2 separate regions of the Sus scrofa genome follow, and region 2 is linked to region 1. The links are chromatin contacts, called in public Hi-C maps. All regions are on one chromosome and are shown on one strand. Each heading gives the region's core, a stretch centred on a gene start, on an enhancer-like site or on the middle of the called end of the contact. The rest is flanking DNA. Distances are from core to core; before and after follow the strand shown.

Region 1 (2,914 bases), core at 240-2,739:
TCAAGACATAAATTTATAAAAGCCCTTCAACTGAAACACACACACACAACCCCACTTTTAACTTTGCAATAAACGAAAAGGAGAATCATAAATTGGAGACCCCTCACACTGTATTTAAAAGTAACCTACAATTAACTTTAAAGTTACTTTATCCAGACTAACTGAAGGGTAAAAGCTTTGAAAAGACTCAGCTGTTCTCGTCAGGGCTTTCATGCATTTAAGTAATAGGACATGCTTAGAGATGCTCTATTTCCTGCCCTACACTAGGAAAACCTGTGTTGAAACCCTACCCCCAGCACATTTGTTAAGTTTGAATTCCAGTTGGTGATCTCTTAGGCACTTGAAATTTTACCCCAAATTTTCTTGTCTTATCCAGTTGCTGATGGTCTCCAAACACAAAATCCTTAAGAAACCCTATAGCAGAATAATTTCCTCCTGATGCTGACTCTGGAGACATTTTCTCCATTATTTGTTGATTTTTAACTCCTCTGGGTGGCAGTGGAGAGGCTGAAGCTACTGGATTTGTCTCAAAACAGAAGAAGGTATTTGCGTACAGTTTTATGTTACGTAGCACATCAGACTGTTTGAATTCCAAAGTGTTGTTATAAGTTTTAGATAATACATCACTGAAATTTAGTCTTAGCGTACAACATTCCAGACCTCCACAAACATTCATGAGCTCCATTTTTTTTTCTGCTTATTAAACAGCAGTCTTCCTGGCACATACATAGTACTGTGCATCCTAGCCAAATAAACACTGTCAGATGAAATTAGTTAAATTTAATGCATATTTCATGCAAGGTTGCAAACACATTTAATACCCACCTTCTGTAAATAAGATTATTTGATGTTAGCATGTGAAAATTCCGGTCATCTTGAATTTTTGAGGCTCAATAATTCAGTTAAATGTAGATTTTTAAGGTATTGTCAATTTTGATTGCCATTAGATCTAGTGATATAATACACAGAGGCTCTTTTGCAGCTGTGGAAAGGATTACCAATAGTTTTGCCCTGCCAACAGTAACCACTCTGAAAGAGCGTGAAATATTGCAGTTCATTGCTCTGTGTGAACACAGTCATTATACTGAGCTGCCTTGTAAAGAACTGTGATCTTTGAACTTCGGGAGTTGCTTAGGCATTGCAGAAATGAAAGCTCAGTTAAGTGGGAAAGTCTTAAAATCAGCATTGCAAAATAATTTTCCTGAAATGATTACATTGATAGAAAAGAAGGGAGGAGGAACACCCTTCCCACTGAATTCTCATTCTTCTGAGACTCAAAGAATGAGATTATAAAATTAAATCTTAATTTCTCTAAACGGTAAGAATCTGGTTTGGAGTTGTAACAGAGCTCTCTCACTGGTATTTTTTATTTTTTTGCCTCTCCTCATTCATGAAGAAAGTATGAGAAAAAGCAAGTGATATGCTCAGTGCTTGTGGATTTGCTGCCAAACAGCTTCTGTGAAAGAACAGAGAATATTTTCCTCTCTTGTGAGTCCTAGGAGTTCATATCATCTTCCCTAAACACACCCTTTATGTTCTGTTCTGTCCCAAGCTCAGTGCTAAAAGTCAGCCTGTTTACCAGAGGAGGTTCTGATCTGCCAGTGGGAAAATACTGCCTAACTTAGAACACTCATAGACCACAAGCATGGCAGGAACTTGTCAATTAAGTTGATCTCAATTGTTCATTCTTTAAAAAGCTGTGTTTATTTGATCAAGAAGTTTGGAACTATTTCACCCTATTCTTCACTATACCCTGCTTCATATTCCTCATTTTTCTATTCATTCATTTTATTTAAACCTCCTGTTATTTTTTTTTCTTTAAAATTATTTTCATGATAAACTATGGAACAAAGGATGTCAGAGATGCAAGGAAATTTAAAGATAATCCAATCCAATATTTTCATTTCATAGTTAAAGAAATGAGTCTTCAAGACATGAAGGTACTTATTTAGTATTGCTGGATAGTGGCAGAACACAGGGCTAGTTCTCTGATTCCCCCAATATGTAGTTAATATTCCTTCTGTCATACTTTACCAGCTCTCAAGACACATATCTCTCCTTTCTTGGTAGTGGGGTGGTGGGTGTAATCTGAGCTAAGTTTTTGCATTGGCAGTCTTATGTGGTAGGATGGAAGGGCATCAGTAATTTTGCTTGAAGCAACATTTCTTTGCTTCTGGCCAGCATGCAGGGAATTTCCACCATTAGATCATCAAAAAAGAAGGTCTACTGTTACTTATGAATGGACATTGGATCCAACACAAAGATTTTTCCTGTCTAAAACTCTTACAATGATTTTGGCAAATGGATATTCTCTATTGATCCTTAACCTTTGACATTCATTAATCCCAAATCATCTCATCAGCTACAAGGAAAATTACAGTCACGCTGCCTCAGGACACTGGTCACCAATCCTAAAGAATGTGCAAGGGAATTTCTGATATTATACTTCCTAAATGTGTAGGTTGCACAACTGTTCTAAACAAAGAGTTACTGTATTAATGGTTTAGAAGTAATTGGAAGAAAGCAAAGAAGAAAGAAAAAGAAGAGGGGAGAAAAGATAAGAAGGATAAAAAGCTGATGGTAAAAAAGGAAGAGAGAGTGAGAAACCAAGACACTAGAGGTCTAAATGCCATTCATGTTACAGGATTGAGTTTTTCCTAAGCAATATGGAAAGATATGGCCATATTGGATATGGCCAAGATGACAAGTTACATGAGTAGATAGAGCTGTATAAGATTTGTCCAGAGCAGCTCAGAATTGAAACACATTTTCATTGGATTATTAAATGAGACTCTCTTAAGTCCATAAAGATAAAGGGATTGGAATAAGATTACTTTCTAAAATAATAACAACCATATATAGTGAATAGAGAACTCACGAGCTTTAATCACTACTAGAAGTTTCCCTTAGCTTG
Region 2 (2,823 bases), core at 90-2,589, 240 kb before region 1:
CCACAGCCACAGCAATGAAGGATCTGAGTCACATCTGCTGCCTATGCCACAGCTTGCAGCAACACCAGATCCTTAACCCATTCGGTGAGGCCAGGAATCAAACGTGAATCCTCACGGACACTATGTCAGGTTCTTAACCTGCTGAGCTACAACAGGAACTCCCAAATCATGAGTTTTATCAGCTGCTAATCTTTACCATAGACATCAGTATGGCAAACAATCTCCAGAGTGAAAGGGACGAAGCCATGGAGACAGGATGAGCCCACCATGCAGATCATGAAAGGCACACTCTTCCACCAGACCCTCAGGCGGCAGGGTGGAAAGGGAGAGGGAGAGAAAAGCTGAAATAATGAGCTGTCTGCCTACCCAAAGGACTCAGTCAATCAAAACTGCTCCAACAAGCTATTTGAGTTTGAACAGACTAAACATTTAAACTGTTCACATTTTCCATGTGAATAAGTTTGCCAAATGAGACTAAAGGCAGAGTTTCCAGCCATGTGTGGACTGAGCCTGTGGACCTACATCATTCTAAAAAAGTAAGCAATACATAATGGGAAAGGGCAAAGAGTAAGACGTAAAGACAAGGCAAAATGGCCTCCGATTTTTTTTCCCTTGCTCATTGTTAGCCAAACCCAATAATGATCTGATAATTTGTCATTCTTCCTTTCAACGATAAATAAAGCAGCCCGACATGTTTTTGTTCCAGGCCCTGTCCTAAATTAGATTCTTTGAATTTTAAGCAGCCAGATGATCAATCCAGCCAAAGTCACAATCAGGGGAAAGAGCAAATAAAATAAAGAGCTTGAGAAATGAATTTATGAAAGAGATTCTATTAGCCATGATCCTGCATGACTTTCAGAATGGAAATGAGACACATATAAGCGGAACTGCTTGAGCTATTGAACCATTAAGCAGTAACATATCTCAAGAGCTTGAATGTGGATTTCCAGTTAAAACTCAGTTAAATCTGTTCTGGGGGTCCTGCCAAATCTCCTGTAAAACTTAGCTTAGGGTCAGCCCTCTCTGCTTATCCCCTTGCCTGACCAGACTCTGCATCTGTTTATGCACACCTCATGCACCACGCCACACAGACACACACCAAATACATACACACTTCCCCACTGTTTGTTTCAATTCCATTGTTGTGGGTTTTAGCAATTTTTGTTGTTGTTGTCTTTTTTTTTGTCTTTTTAGGGCTGTACCTTCAGCATGTGGAAGTTCCCAGGCTAGGAATTGAATCATTGAATCAGAACTGTAGCTGCTGGCTATGGCTACAGCCACAGCAACACAGGATCCAAGCTGCATCTGTGACCTATAACGCAGCTCATGGCAACACCAGATTCCTAACCTACTCAGTGAGGCCAGAGATCAAATTCAAGTCCTCATGGATACTAGCTGGGTTCCTTTCTGCTGAGTCACAAGGGGAACTCCAGTTTTAGCAAATCTTGATGATGCAAAAACTATTTGTATTTCGCTTTTTAAAAACATCATTTATAAAATACTTTGGGGCAGCCTGCATCTATTAAATGATTGAGGCTAACTTGTTTTTCACAGAGAAGAATTAATACAGTCAGTATTAACTGGTTCAGTTCCCTTGGGGATCTCCTATTACTTGAGAAGCAAGGAGAGAAAACTTATCAAATATCAAATGTTATTTACTAGCAAGAAAACATAGTTTCCACCTACATCTCCAGAGGGATCTTGGCCACCCTGGCTTCACTCCATCCCACAAGATCCAATTTGTTATCACCATTACCCTTCCAGAAATTAGAGGTTTGAGTGAGTATTTAGATGGCGACGAAGCCAATACATTAGATGGTAGCTCAAATTAACTCAAATTGATATGTGCAGCATATTATTTGTGTGCCAAGTACCAACAAAGGACTTAAACTGAAGAACAAGTCAAATTAAAAAGAACACTAAGAATGTAGTGATCAACCATCCTCTTTAGATTAAAAACAAAAAAAGAGAATAGAGATTGGGGAAAACAGACTAGATGAGGCCATCTTCCAGGATTTAATGCTGCTCGTAAGTCTTTTTGAGCTCTCGCCCTTGAAAAGAGGAGGCAAATTAAAGTTCCATAACACCTTCCTATTTATTGTTATGGCAAAGCAGAATGTTCTCATCTTCACCATTTTCACTCCCTCCTGCAAAGTTATGAAGTAAGAAAGTTTTTATTTACTAGTCCCAAGGAAAAAAATACCAACAATTACCAAAATGGGGAGAACTAGGACAGGAAAACAAGAATAAAATAAAGTATTGAAAAGAAGAAAGTCAAAATAGAAGATTAAAGAACAGTAAGTGAAGACACATATATAGATTTTTCAGTTCAGACTAAAGGCAAGAAATCTCAAAAATAATTATAACTCACCGGCTGTAATGATAAGTAAGTAAAAGATGTTTGGAAGAATAAAAAGAAATAATAGAGAAAATAAGCATATGTAGATAACTTTAAGAAAGAATAAAAAGAATGCAAGAAACAAAAATAAAATATCACAAATTCAAGTACTTATGTTGAAAAAAGGCAAGAAAACTCTCAGAATGAAACAGGAAATGACAACAAAAGGTAAGAAATAAAAGCTAACAAAAAAGATACAGTAAAAGTGGGTATAAAAACAGCAAACAAGAGGGACAAAAACCTTGAAAGATTTTTAAAAGCTTCAAAATGAAAGTGAGCAACATTTTTTTTTAATGCCACAAAATTAACAAAAATGTTTTCCTGCTTCAGTATAAGTCTCAGATTTTGGTTAATATCCATGACAAGCAAAAACAGTAGAAGATTAAATGTTTTTATTATATTCGATATAAAAATAACTGATAAAT

The links. A called contact is a pair of places that touch in the nucleus more often than the background predicts.
Region 2: a contact with region 1 is called in a Hi-C map of skeletal muscle, with 2.4 times the contacts expected there. The contact joins two enhancer-like sites. A contact is called at or near these places in 2 of 47 Hi-C or Micro-C datasets (embryonic fibroblasts and skeletal muscle).

What each region holds. Positions count from the first base shown.
Region 1 is chr5:74,711,411-74,714,324 of Sscrofa11.1, reverse strand. No RefSeq gene overlaps it. Among named protein-coding and RNA genes, the nearest start is that of ADAMTS20, 40 kb to the right of the region's middle. Within about 2 kb of position 1,489, at least 7 of the 83 cell types and tissues checked have an H3K27ac peak or open chromatin away from gene starts, as enhancers often do. A contact at or near this core is called in skeletal muscle, where this site is marked.
Region 2 is chr5:74,950,832-74,953,654 of Sscrofa11.1, reverse strand. The region is part of intron 2 of TMEM117 (transmembrane protein 117); the gene reads right to left. Among named protein-coding and RNA genes, the nearest start is that of TMEM117, 35 kb to the right of the region's middle. Within about 2 kb of position 1,339, at least 9 of the 83 cell types and tissues checked have an H3K27ac peak or open chromatin away from gene starts, as enhancers often do. A contact at or near this core is called in skeletal muscle, where this site is marked.